2 separate regions of the Zea mays genome follow, and region 2 is linked to region 1. A link is a contact called in public Hi-C data. All regions are on one chromosome and are shown on one strand. Each heading gives the region's core, a stretch centred on a gene start, on an enhancer-like site or on the middle of the called end of the contact. The rest is flanking DNA. Distances are from core to core; before and after follow the strand shown.

The links. A called contact is a pair of places that touch in the nucleus more often than the background predicts.
Region 2: a contact with region 1 is called in a Hi-C map of leaf, with 6 times the contacts expected there. The contact joins the promoter of LOC103630226 here to the promoter of LOC100193240 in region 1. A contact is called at or near these places in 5 of 25 Hi-C or Micro-C datasets (ear, endosperm, leaf and 1 more).

Annotation. Positions count from the first base shown.
Region 1 is chr6:149,111,314-149,118,576 of Zm-B73-REFERENCE-NAM-5.0, reverse strand. LOC100193240 (40S ribosomal protein S5) reads left to right here and starts at 4,688. Exons shown (of 4, transcript NM_001138390.1): 1 at 4,688-4,805; 2 at 4,900-5,171; 3 at 5,933-6,136; 4 at 6,224-6,900. The coding sequence starts at 4,737. The coding sequence ends at 6,278.
Region 2 is chr6:149,299,214-149,306,476 of Zm-B73-REFERENCE-NAM-5.0, reverse strand. LOC103630226 (UDP-glucuronic acid decarboxylase 2) reads right to left here and starts at 4,088. Exons shown (of 6, transcript XM_008651297.3): 1 at 3,081-4,088; 2 at 1,796-1,943; 3 at 813-892; 4 at 635-718; 5 at 459-533; 6 at 1-300. The coding sequence starts at 3,713.

The sequences.
Region 1 (7,263 bases), core at 3,439-5,938:
CATATTGCAAACTATTATGGAATGAAGTGATAAAGGTATGATTCTAGCTCTTAGTCAATTGTTTTATGTGCTAATCATGTTCATCAAAGTGCTAAGGAACTTCTGAAGTATAGCCAAAAAGAAGTGAAGAAGTTTGGATAAAAAGAGATAGACTTGGCCTCACCCGACATGTTCGGTGCCCGGCCTAGTCCGCTGGCCAACTAGTCGTTCTTGGGAAAATGCTGGGGTTTGCTGGATAAAAATCACCGGATAGTCCGGTGCGCCAAGTGGCCAATGGCTCCTCCCTGCACCAACGGTCAGCGTCGTGATCACCGCTGGCCACGTCAGCATGCAACGAGCTGGAAGGGACATCGAACATATCCTGTGCGCCACTGAATAGTCTGATGCACCCGCGGTTAGAAGGCAATTTGCGCCTTCCAAATGAAGGAGCAATGACTCCTTGGTCGGGCTATAAAAGAGGCCCCTAGGCGCCTCTACCAATACACCAAGCATTACTAGAGCATGCTATAACTCTGAGACTCCGCAACCACGATGTTTGAAGTGTTTGAGAGATTTGAGTGCATTTCTAAGCTACAATTATGTTGTTCTTATTATTACGCTCTCTCTTTGGCTTGTGTGTTGTTGCTGTGATTGTGCTCAGGGGCGGAGGGCCCAATATGGCCCAGTATTGCCTGGCCAATACCTTAGGCCGGCCCACTAAAATATTAGAGATTAGGGTTTAGCTAAGACACACTCCATGTCGTCTGCCCGTCCGGCCGTCCCCGCGTCGGCGCGTCCGACACAGCCGCACAGGTGCACTCCCGCTCGGTCGCTCCTGCCGGCGCGCCTGCTCCGCTGCTCCTGCTCGCGGTCGCTTGTCCCGCGCGTCTGGCGGCTTGTCCTGCCCCGCCCAGCAGCCGGCTGCTTGTCCCGCCGACCCGCCCGGCTGCCACTACTTCCTGCTTGAGTGCTTGTCCCGTCCGTGTCGGAGCTGCCAGGGGACGGGATTGGTCAGCTACTTTAGGAAGAACGGCAAGGAGACCATTTGCAAGTGTGTGCCATGCGCCGGGATTGGTAAGATGAGATTTCTCCAACTTGATTTTGTTGCACGGTACAATATTGATGTTTTAAAGAGTAAAGCATCTAGAGAGAACGAGAACAAAGGTACCCATAATTTCTTACCGGTAAATCTATTATACTTTCGCACAGTAGGTGAAACTAAAATCAAGACTTGAGCTTTGTGAAGATGTGATGTCATTGTGATTAACTCAGCCGCGGAGGAGCCATTATGGCTAAGTATGGCATCAGCTATGTCTAATTTTTTAAATCTTCATACCTTCCTTTTTATAAACATTAGGATGCATGTGGTGCAGTGGTTAATCCTTAGCGTATGGGACATCAAGTTTCTTGTTTGATTTCCATGTGTACAATATTTTTTTCTTTTTTTCCCTACTAGCCAGCCATACCTTAATTTTCTTTTGTCCTTCGCCACTGATTGTGCTCTTGCGTGTGTACTCTACTCCCTCCCTTACTCTGTTTCTGATTAAGATCACTTGTGTAAGACGTGATAGACTCCAATGTGTGAGGATTCCTCACAAACGAGATTGAGTTATAAGGAAGACATATGTGGCACTCAAGTTTGATATTTAAATCACTTGAGAGGGGTTGAGTGCAACACTTGACCAAAGGATGTCACCATAACATAGAGTGGGCATTGGCCGATCCATAGTAAAAATCATTGTGTCTCTTGTCTCTTTTATTTATTGTGATTATTGTCTTCTTGAGTTCTCATATTCACTTGGAATATTGCTCCTAGTTTAATACTTATCTCAAGAGAGCCATCAAGTGAAGAGTTCTCATCTCCCTTCTCTCTACTCTCAAACTTGGTTTTATTTACTCTAACCCATATTATAGACCAAGTTTGTGTTGTTTTAATCAAAATTTGCAAGATCACTTATTCACCCCTTCTAGGTGCTCTCAGCTAATTCTAGATAATAAAAAGACTAGATGACGCTGGAAGCATGCACTTTGACAAAGACCTACATGCAAGCACATAGTAATATTTGTGTCACCTGGCTTTAAGTGAATTTGATTCACTGTGATCCTCAATGCATGAGCTTGAACCGAAGCATTCAAAATTTACAGGCTCACAGAGAAATTTCTAAACTCACAACTGTTGTTATTCCCATATTAAACTGAATGATTCAAGTGTGTTGATTTTTCAGAACTGTGTTGATTTACCAGTTGAACCAAAAGTAAGAAAATAGCCACACTACTAATTATATATTGTGAGTAACATGTATAGAAACTTATAGATAGCAGCCCAAACCATCTAGAGAATAGTTTGGATAAAAATGGACATCCAAAATATTGAACTAAAATTGGGATAATATCACTAGAATAACAAGCTAACAACTAATAACATTGTAGCTACCAGAATGATGTGTTGAGTAGAAGCTATTAAGGTTAACCATCCTTTTGAATTAGAATTCAATATATAAAAGGGATAGCATTTTTTGAAACCCAAATAAGATCAAACCTACAACATATCTGCAAAGTTACGTTGCCGCCTGAGTGATAAGCCAGTGAGCCCATCCCCTCCACCATCCACCCACTTTGCTGCACCACCTCCACCATTCCTGGCTTCCTCCTCTCACTCAACACCAGGATGTTGTGGGAAAAGAGCCCTCCCCACTGCAGCCTTTGTCCCTTGTTCAGCCTCCTCTTGTCCCCAATCCCCCGACTACCCTAGATTTAGGCACTGGGTTGACCGCCAATCCTCCTTGGACAACATTTTCTAGATGCAATCGATTTGAGACAAAAATTCATTGGCGCGGGTTGAGGAGAGCACAAGCTAGGATTGAATTTGGATTTGGATTCGAGGTGCAGCACATGCAGGCACGGTGTCGGAGGGTGGAGGTCGCGACGTTGGGGCGTGCATGGCAGGAGGAGGGAGGTGGTGGTGGTGGTGCTGTTGGATAAGAAGAGATGAAGTGGTCATGCTCTTCTTGAAGCGAAACGACTTTGTTTGTAGTCAGGGCGGGCGAGGACAGGGTGGGAGGTGGAGGCGGAAGTGGGAGAGAGGGCTTCAATCCTGCAGGCCTAACCACCACAGATTCAGCGCCGCCACATCCTCGTGTCGTGTACGTGAGAGGGGCGAGAGGTGTGTATCCAACTGGTAACGTGGGATAGGAGGTTTGGACCATGGATTGATTTTAAAAGTCGCATAGAGGGGGTGAATGGATGAAACCTGAAGTTTACGAACTTGAACACAAAACTTCACTCGGGGTTAGCGTTAGAATGAGTATAAAATGAATCAGAGTGCGGAAGAGTTCTTTTTTCTTAGAGTTGCTCAATCAATTACAAATTACTTTGGTAGCCAACTCAAATCATCGCAAGCAAGTGAACTAGAGAAATGGGAGAGGAAGAACCAAATCACAATGATTGTGATCAACGCAAAGACACAAGCGATTTGTTTCCCGAGATTCAACTCCAAAGAGTTTACGTCCCTATTGAGGTGTCCACAAAGGATATGTCTTTCAACTCTTACCCTCTCTCACACGGTCACAGAGGCCGGATGAGTTTTTTTCACTATCTCAGGGCCACCAAGTCCTCCAAGGACCTCCACACAAAGAATTGGAATCTCTTGCCTCACTTTACAATAAAAGAGAATGGGTGAGTGAGAATGAAAACTCGATTCAAGATAACAAGAACTCTCAAATGCACAAGGCGATAAGTTTCCCAAACTCAAATCGATCGAATGCGGCGTAGAAATGGATTTTGAAGCCTATAGAGGTTGCACCTGATGTGTAGTAAGTTGGGGTGAGTCTTATGTCTTCAATGTGCTGATTGGAGATATTTATAGTTCTCAACAACCAACATAGCCATTGGAGAAAATGTACAATTTATGCTCTGTCGGTGGTGCACCAGACCTCCTACAGTGACGAACTGACGATCCAGTGCGTCACCGAACCGTGTCAGTGTGTTCATGCAGGTTACCATTAATTCTATTAGTCGATCGTTGGCTTCTGTGCCGTGACGACTGGTCTAGGCTGGAATCATCCGTCAATGGTGAGGCCACGTTGGTGTTCAACCTGCTGGGAGGCTCGATGCTCCACTGCCTCGACACGTTCCAACAATTAGACCATGGTTGATTACAAAAAAATATAAAGTTTTTTTTTAAAAAAACGTTGACGCGTCACGGTGAAAACTAGCTCTATATAATAGAGACGTACTGACTATATAGCAAATCCTTTGCTATAAATATTAATAATATTAGTTCATATTGTAAAATATAGATATTTAAACCTTGTATCAATATAACTATAATAGAAAATGCTAGGCCGACACACGAAAACACGACAAAGCGTTAAGTTTTCTAGTTAACATTTGAATCCCTAAATATACATCGCGCTTTGTTTTCGCGCTATTCGGACTGCGAAGAACGAACACGAAGTAGTATGAACGAAAGGAGTTGAGAAAGCCCAGCAGGATGGTTTATTTTCGTAACATAAGAAAGGAGAGAATGGGCCCAAAGGCCTAAGGAACGAAGCCCGATCCGCTTATGGGATATCGTGGCCCTGCAATCAGTGACCGTCCAGCAGATGCGCGGACAGCTGTCGGATCAGAAACCCTAGCCCGGGAGGCTCTCACCTATTATTAGAATCCACCTCGCACCCCGCGAGCGGTGACTTCCCTAGGGTTTAGTCGCGCCGCCGCCGCCGCCGAAACAGCACATCGCTCTCTCGATCTCAGCCATGGCGGAGGTGGAGCAGCCCCAGGACGCGGTGAAGCTCTTCAACCGCTGGACCTTCGACGATGTCCAGGTACGCGAATGGCTCTTCACATCTCCACTTCGATCGATTCTTTAGCCATGCTACTGTGAGCAGTGGATTAAACTCCAATGGAAAAAATCTACAGGTGAACGATATCTCGCTGAACGACTACCTGGCTGTGACTGCGGCGAAGCACGCGACATTCCTGCCGCACTCCGCGGGGCGCTACTCCAAGAAGCGGTTCCGCAAGGCGCAGTGCGCCATCGTCGAGCGCCTCACCAACTCGCTCATGATGCACGGGCGCAACAACGGCAAGAAGGTCATGGCCGTCCGCATCATGAAGCACACCCTGGAGATCATCCACCTGCTCACTGACGCCAATCCCATCCAGGTGGTCGTGGACGCCATTATCAACAGGTACTACCTTGCTCTCCTGTCCTCACTCCCGATCTCTGTATTGTCAGGCTAATAACAGCTAAACTTGTTACTTTATGCTGATACTTTTTGGAATGCGGTAACTTTTGGTGAAACGTTTGTTTTTACTATGCAATTGAATTGATTCCTATGAAATTCATGTATAATTTTCTATGAAATTTATGTATAATTTCTGTCTTCTGAAGTAGATTGCACTTTGATAGAGCTATTATGTATTTCCTTGCTGCTTGTTGCCAGTTTTATATATCTGATATGCATTTAAACTGATTGGTATGAGATCATGTATAATTTGTCTTTCAAAGGGGAGTGCTGTTTGATATAAGTTCCTTGCTGGTTCCTGCTATTTTAAATCTGATAGCATGATCGTTGACAAATGCCAGCTGTTGAAATTCGAAATAAATGCCATGTCACAATTTCTCATCATACTAGAATGTATGTTTTTAAGCTGATTGTACTTGATCAATGTGCCCCATACTCTACCATTTCCAGTTTCAGTCAAAATGTGAATTTTGACTCGTATTATCTCATTGCTTTTCTGCCCATTCGTTTTCACGGCTCATGTTAATATCTCTTATAATTGTTATTTCTATGTCAATTATGTTGTTATCTATTTAATTGTTTTCATGCCCCATGCAGCTCAAAGTTATGTGCTATGAGATGTCAACTATAACTCAAACTATTGATTACACATGTTGGCTCTTGAGATGTCAAACTGGTGTTCTGTGCTGATATTGTCTTTGCAGTGGACCACGTGAGGATGCCACCCGTATTGGTTCAGCTGGTGTTGTGAGAAGGCAGGCTGTGGATATCTCACCCCTGAGAAGGGTGAACCAGGCCATCTACCTCCTCACCACTGGTGCCAGGGAGAGCGCTTTCAGGAACATCAAAACCATTGCTGAGTGCCTTGCAGATGAGTTGATCAACGCTGCCAAGGGCTCTTCCAACAGGTATATATATCCTGTCTGGCTATATTTGGTTGTTTTTTTCCTATCTGCGATGTGAATTGTGCTCATTCATGGCAATTCTTGTCACAGCTACGCCATCAAGAAGAAGGACGAGATTGAGCGTGTTGCCAAGGCCAACCGTTGAGTGGAGCTTGTATCCTGGTGCACTTGCACTAGAACTACGTTTCTGGCAGTCGTATTTTTTTCTTGTGTTTTTACCCATGTTTAGACTTTGAGACCTATATCTAAGGTTTTGGTTCTCAGTGAACAATGAAAATTACTGTGAAATGCAGTTGTTTTGGTGCAGAAATGCGCACTGAGATATTCTGCTTGTGAATTTGTGAGTGCTGTTGGCGTCGCCGCTGGCTTGCCGATGTAGTATTTCTTGTCACTCAGATGTCACCGGTTCTATGTTGGCAATCTTCTGTAGGTTAGACAATTGATGATAGCAGGTGCAAATCAAGCTGCTGGTGCAGATTAGGCAAACCAATACAAGAATGGGAAGATCTTTTTTTTTTTAAAAAAAACATGTTTCAAACCAGCCTTTTTCACCCCCAGGATATTTTTAGCTTACCTTGCTTGCGTTGGTTTGTACCAATAGTTTTATCTGCACTGCACCTCTCCGTGTTATTGGTTAGGTGACACAATTGTAGCTATGGATCTGTTTGTTTCCATACCCTTGCCTGCTCTCTCTCCGTGTTACATTGTGCCATAATCAGGATTGCCATAATCAGGCCATGAGATAAGTTTCTTAAGTCTGCTTTTTTATATAAGTCTGCTTTTTTATATCATCGTTGATGGGTCGTCATTTGATGCGAGAAGACACTACCGCTGTCTCGTCTCAAATCTCAATGAGCGGACCTGTCCGTGGGCAATCTCTCGTCAGCTCCAGCCACCGCTGAGCCGCATCTAATTAAGCTGCTCTAAAATTATTGTAATAACTAACACTTAATTACAAATTCAACTTCACCTAAGTGTCTCCACCCTAATTTCAACCCTATGCTATCATCTCAATCCTATGAATGTAAGTAATCGAAATAAATTGCACGTTTAGAAGCTCAAGGTTATTTTTTGATGTTTTAGAGAGTCGACACTCCTCACTGATTCTCGTTGAAGAACCCAAGGGTGTC
Region 2 (7,263 bases), core at 2,839-5,338, 190 kb before region 1:
GGTGGTGGCAGCAGCGTCTTGGTCGCCGAAGATGCGCTTGCGGAAGTCGGAGACCATGAGGGGAAGGCCCTCACGCAGGGGGATCTTCGGCTCCCACCCGAGGAACTCCTTGGCGCGGCTGATGTCGGGCTTGCGCTTGTGCGGGTCGTCCTGGGTGTTCTTGCGGAACTCGATCCGTGCGTTGGGGTCGATGGTGTCCTGGACAACCTTGGCAAGCTCAAGCATGGTGAACTCGCCAGGGTTACCCAGGTTGAATGGCCCCACATGCTCGCCTTCCATCAGCTTCATCAGACCCTCAACCTGGGAGAAGACCCCAATCAGTACATTGAATGCAAAGAATAAAATTCCTAGTAATGAATACTTCAAGCATCCCACTGGCTAGGCCACTAGGCCACAGGAAAAGCCAAATCAAGGGTTTCTTTTTTTTTTCAATATATGTTGGCCAGAGATAGACCTACCAGATCAGAAACATATTGGAAACTCCTGGTTTGCTTTCCATCACCATAAACCGTCAAGGGCTCCTTCCTCAGTGCCTGCAACCATAATCGCACGTAATTTAATTTCTGTGATACAAGACCAATTGTCATATCTTTTGGGTTCTGTAGATAGAATAGACAGCACTGCGCATATTTACCTGAGCAACAAAGTTACTGACAACACGGCCATCGTCAATGCACATGCGAGGGCCATATGTATTGAAGATACGTGCGATCCTAACCTGAAACAGAAAGAAACCACCAAAATGAATATACTTGGTCGCAGATGAAATGGAATTCCATCCACTAAACCGACATTTTGGATCGTTGACTTACCTCAAGGTTGGCACCACGGTGGTAATCCATGGTCAACGTTTCAGCTGTACGCTTGCCCTCATCGTAACAGCTCCTGACACCTGTCATTGAGAAATCGTACCCATCAGTAAAACTCGCAAAGAGCAAGGCAAGAGCTTGCCTACTTTGTAAATAATCCAACGAGTATCCAACAGCCAACAAGTACTACGTGAATAACTCAACAAACTTCATTCATTATTTTAGGTGCAGTGGTTGGTGGGTGTTTGGTTAGGCATAACTGGTCAAGTATAGTTGTGTCCCCCCCCCTCTTGCTTTATTGAAAAGGAATCCACAAAGTGGCCCTCTTGGACCAAATTCCACCTACCAACATGGTCCCTTCCCACCAAAAAGAATCAAAGCATGCCAGAACCCACCAAGCTAAGATTCCATGGCCAGCATCTCAAGAGAGTAAGATTCCAAATGCCTTTCTGCATATTGCTTATACAAGGCCTCTTTCATGCAACAGTAAGCTTCAAGTCTGGACCAGCACTATTTTCTGAAAAGGGCTCATTCCTGCTTTCTACAGCTCGGGGTAAAAAAAATATAAGCACAGATTTGACAACGTAGACCCGTCCTCTTTGCAACAGTACATTGTCCACCAGCTTGCATTTCCCTCCCTCCCCCTTGCTCTCCTTTTTGTGGTTTTGCTCATCCAAAATCATGTCACTAAAAGACTATGGCTGCAGGGTAACATATTTAGGACAACCCCTCAGTGGTCTATGCTCGCTCCAAAGGTCATACAAAAGCATGACAAAGAAAGAATGAGCATGAGAGATCATTTATTTGGGGCTGACAGTTCCCTGCTAAAAGGAGGATCCGGCTATGTCTTTGACATATGCATGACCTAACTAACAATTAGCTAACCTCATCACGCTAGATCTAAGAAAAATGAATGATTAATTGTCACTGCAAGAAATTAATTTCAAGAGATCAACAAAGAGAGTGTAAACGAGAAGAGCTAGTACCGATGGGATTGACATTGCCCCAGTAAGTCTCCACCTGCGGGTGCTGGAGAGGATCACCATAGACCTCACTGGTACTGGTGAGGAGGAACCTGGCGTTGATCCTCTTTGCTAATCCGAGCATGTTCAGAGTCCCAACCACATTGGTCTTGTGCTATCACAAAGGTTAAGGCTAACACGAACCATCTCAAGAAAGCAAAACGAGCAGAAACTAAATGAATCAGCCAGACACCCTTTTTCACTTTGTTACATTGCTACTCCACATTCAGTTGCAAAACAAGTAAAGCATAAGGAAATTTCGTGAAGTGAACAGTAAGCGAAGTTGCTTAGAAAGCGGAAAAGGCAAAGGCCACTTGGACGTCAACTTTTGTGTTGTTGAAAATTGAAATGCGCCCTTTATGTCAGAAGTAAGCAAAGTACATAACTAACCCAGATCCATGCGCACCGTGCGCTTACTTTTTGCTTTCATTAACGGATCATGAAGCAAAGTAAAACGGTACGGAGCAATTGAGTTCAGATCACAGCTATAGCTTTCGCTAGTACGTTTTTCCTGTTTCAAATGCACGGGAAAATGCAGCAAGCATTCAGAAGCATAAAAAACAGTTTTTTTAAGAAAAACACACACACACATAAATTATTTCGACAGAAAAAATGATGTGATGATTTGAGATCTTCAATTGCATCTGAAGAATCTGAGTTCAACTGAACATTTGTCACCAGATTTCATAGAAAGACGCAAAAAAAGATCTTTTTTTTTGCGTTGAATGAAAAGGGAGGATTGCCCTTGAGCAAAGGGCAGCCTAGCAGACAGAGATCTGAAACGGCCAAGCTCTGGTGGCTCTGCTTTCCCTCAGTTGAGCAGAAAACTCCAAAAAACGAAGTGAAACGTGGCACAAATTCGAGCTCCGGACAAAATTCTCCTTCCGTGGAAGGAAATCGTAGTTCTGGGGGGTTATACCTGTTGGTACCGGATTTTAAAAAAATTGTCATATTCCCATTTCAGAGACGGATACGGAATCTCAAAGAGTAGTGAATCGATCCTCCTCCTCAGATGCATCGCGCGTTAACCGATAAACCCGCAGGAAGAAACAAATTTGGAAATTCCCCACGAAAAAGCAATAGAAACCAAGTCCATCCCAATAACAATATAAAATATTTTTGTTTAGGCACCAAAAGAAGAAGAAAAATAGAAGCGATCGCGATCCAGGCATCAATCACGAATCATTCATGGAGGAAAGGAAATGAACGCAACGGAACTGAACTGAAGGAATTCGTAGAGAAAGGATATGATTGTCTTGATGGGGTTGTATTTGTAGTGGACGGGGGACGCCGGGCAGGCGAGGTGGTAGATCTGGTCGACCTCGAGCAGGATGGGCTCGACGACATCGTGGCGGATCATCTCGAAGTTTGGGTCGTTGAGGTGGTGAAGAACGTTGTCCTTGCGGCCGGTGAAGAAGTTATCGACGACGATAACGCTGTCGCCGCGCTCGAGGAGGCGGTCCACCAGGTGGCTGCCGACGAAGCCGGCGCCGCCGGTGACGAGGACGCGGAGCGCCTTCCGCTTGAGGCCCAGCGGCACCTTGCCGCCGACGAAGTGCCGCGTGGCCACGTCGCGGTGGTGGGCGGGCTCGACGGGGAAGCGGGCGAGCGGATTGTTGTTGTTGGAGTAGGACGAGGCGGCGCCGCCGGTGGAGGTGGAGGTGGAGGAGGAGGAGGAGGCGGACGGGGAGGCGATGGAGATGACGGCGGCGGCGATCAGCATCCCGGCGAGCGCGAAGAGCGGGCGATGCTCGGCGACGGCGTAGCGGGCCGCGCGGGGCAGCCACGCGAGCGGCTTGGACGGCTTCGGTGAGTATCCCCCGGCGCCGGCGCCGGCGGCCGTGGACGTCCCGCCGCCGCGGTAGGTGAGCTCGGACGCCATCTCCGTCGTGAATCTAGGGGAGGCGGGAGGGCCCTCGGCGAAACTCCCAGCGAGGGACCTGGGCGCGATTCGGACAGGTCTCGCGGGGGTGGCAGCGGCAGCGGCGGGAGCGAAGAGGTATTTATGGGCGGGGGAGCGGTGGCTCGCCGGAGGAGGGATACGGGGCCCTTGGATGTGGGGCGGACGGCAGGGACCCAGTCTTCGCGGGGCGGTGGGGGCTGGCCGGGAGGTGGGGGCTTTGACTGGCGGTGCGTGCGTGTGATCGGGTGCGCAAGGGAGGCCGCCGGGACAGGTGTGCGACCCGGAGGAGGACAGGGGTGGGTGGCCACTGCCTACTGGCCTCGTCGGCGGCTACCCTCGTTGTTGTGGGCTGACGGTGGGGGCATGTGCTACACGGGCTGCCAGGTGGTTAGAATTGAGAGCATCTTTGACATCTTTAAAAAACTCGCTCTCACATGATTTTAATACCCGATTTGGATGCAGATATTAGAGCACAGAATTGGTAGTTGAAATCATTTTCTCAAAATTTTTGTTGTTTGGTTGCGCATAGAATTGAGATTTGGAATCAGAGACCCAATTCTTTGGAAATTAGACTACAACTCGAAACTCAACTTTTCAATACAGAGCATCACCCATGGTATTATGTGAATTAGACCACACAATTCTAAGTTCAAATTCAGTGACATTCAAACAATAGAATTAAAATTACATTTCATTTCAATATCATGGTTGGTTTAATATTGAGCTCAATTCAATTCCTTGTTGTCCAATATCAACATCCAAACGGAGCATAAGGGGTTTCCACCCGCTAAACTTTAGCATTTAAGGGTTGTTTGGATACAAGTAGGTGGTGTGGTGTGGGTGGAGGAGGTAAGAGAAAGGGGTTGAGGGACCAGTTTTAGCGTAGTTTAACATATTTGGTGGAGCTAAAGCGCTAATGGGTGCTAAACTTTAGCACAACACTTTTAGTCACCATGTTTGTTTCTTTAGTAGCTAAACTAAAAAGTGCAGTGCTAAACTTTAGCAAGAGGAAACAAACGGGTCTAAGATACTAGCCAAATAACTTATCAAGCTAAGTTTTAGCTACTTAATAGCAAAATAACTCTCTAACAGACTAGTCATTCAACTCGCCAAGCTATCTGTCTATTGAAATGAGATGCTACATCTAAAATTTTATCTTAATGGAGAGGTAAATAGAGAGTCAAATAGGGAGTCAAAAATAAAAAAGTCCCTTGGAGATGCTCTCGCTCTCCTAAATAAATGAGTCATCTTTGTATATTTTCACACTAACATTTTTTATATCATGCATATATTTGAAAGAGTTTTTTATATCTATATTTAGCTAGCAAGACATTTAAATCAGTATATTTTTATATTTGATAACTACTTATAGAAACTAGAAAGTGTTGATTGGTATGTGTTGAACATCATATTTGACACTTGGGCATGCTCGGACCATCCGGTGCTATGGCTCAGACGGTCTGCACCCCCGCCACAAAATAATCACGTGCGAGAGTGCTTATCCTATATGTGGTTATCTTAACCTATCCATGGGGATCTGTTGGTACTCGGCTAAGAACAGGCCCAAACCTCCTCCCATATAAATATAAAGGGGTTACGGACGATTGAGAACTCCCGAACACAATCCAATCGAACCAATCTATTTACCTGCATTTATCTTTCATGCCTTAAGAGTAGACATAGTGTAGCCTTAGTTTAGATCTATTTGTAGTCTGCCACAACCATCTCTCTTCGACTCTACGCCGACCAGAAACGTCCTAGGTGGCTTGCCAATCCTGGGGCATGCCTTGGAACTCCCCCTCGACGGTATCTCTCCCAGGGGTGAGTTCTAGGATCCATCGTGAGGAAGAAGACCCTCTATGCAATCGCGGACCGCCCGGCCCAGAGCGCTCCTAAGTTTAGATCTATTTATGGCCTGCCACAACCATCTCTCTTCGACTCTACGCGACCAAAGACGACCCAGGTGGCTTGCCAATCCTGGGGCAAACCTTGGAACTCTCTCAATCGATGAGATCTCTCCCAGGGGCGAGTTCTAGGGTCCTTCGCGAGGAAGAAGACCCTCTGCGCCATCACGGACCGTTTGGCCAGTGCATAGGGAAGATCTACTCCTACAACAAGGCCATAGATCGTCCGGTCCCAAGTCGTGGACCGTCCGCGCCGCCACAGGGAAACCAAGCACACATGCCGCTAACCCGTGAACTCTTCGTCGGGGGTCGTGGCGGCGCCGCCGATTGGAGGCCGCGGGGTGAGAAGACGAGTCGCGACCGTTGGATCACAACCGACGTGTGGGATTAGATCGGACGGGTAACCCTTCGGCTTATAATCGCAACTGGTAATCTCAGATCCTACGGCCACCACTCTGTATCGGTTCACTAATCAATTCGAGCCCTAGATCTCTAGTAAGATAGCCCAAATGCACCTGTTATTCATTCATCCGCGCCCTTTTTGCATATGAGTCCTTGTACTCTAGTAAAACCAATCTGATGCGCTTGGGTAAAGACCATTATAGTAAGGTCCTGAAATTTATAAAGTAAACCCTGGGTTTCAAGGAATAGTGATCGTAGTGCAGTAGCCGTGTCTGATTATAAATTTAATCTAAAAATGGAATATTAGGTATGAAAATAAATCTAAGAACCTATGAAATTCATAATTTCTCATATTATCTCTGATTTGATCCATTCAGATTGCATTAGATTTATAATAATATTGTCTACATAGTACAACACTAATTCATATCATATCACATACTTTTATAAATGGATAATCATTTAACCTAGGTATAGTAGATTAATCTTCCTGATTAAAACTAAGTATGGTATCTTAACTTGGTCCTAATTTAGTTGTAAATTAGATTATGGATGAACTATCTAATTCTTAATAAATCACTTCCCACATGAATGACATTAATTAACATAGAATAGGTATATTACCACTATTTTGATCTCATAAAACTTCGAAAGGTCATACCTTCTTAACTGTAACTCTGGTTTTAGTGGTTCTCGAACCTATGATCTCGTAGCGACGCATAAAATATTATTATGCAGTTTGTGATCATGTTTGGTGTGATGTTAATTTCTCCTATACCATATTTGTTTGTATTGTTGCGAATAGACGAGCAAGTGACCGAGGAACCTGGAGCTCAGCAGGTGGAAAATTCAGAGCAGGAGCTCGCTGAAGGCAAGTTGTGCCTTTGATCACTCTTATTACCACTGAACTATTGGGTAGTATCTGCTATTGCTCTATATGGTTTTGAGTGTTATGACACATATTATTCATTGTCATGCTATTTACTATCAATGGATTATTTAATGTTCATGATAAGATTATTATGTTAATTCGAACATGGAGTGACCACTTGGGAAAATAGTGCTTCCACAATGGTGGAATAGGACGCCCTTGGCTGGATAATTAGGAAAGCTAGTGTGAGTTAACCCTTTCTTGAAATGGGCAAGCGGGTGGAGGAGTGCAAGTGTAGGGAGGTCCTCGGGTCGGGCTGTCTTTTTAGTTTTTCGGACGAGGGATTCCTATA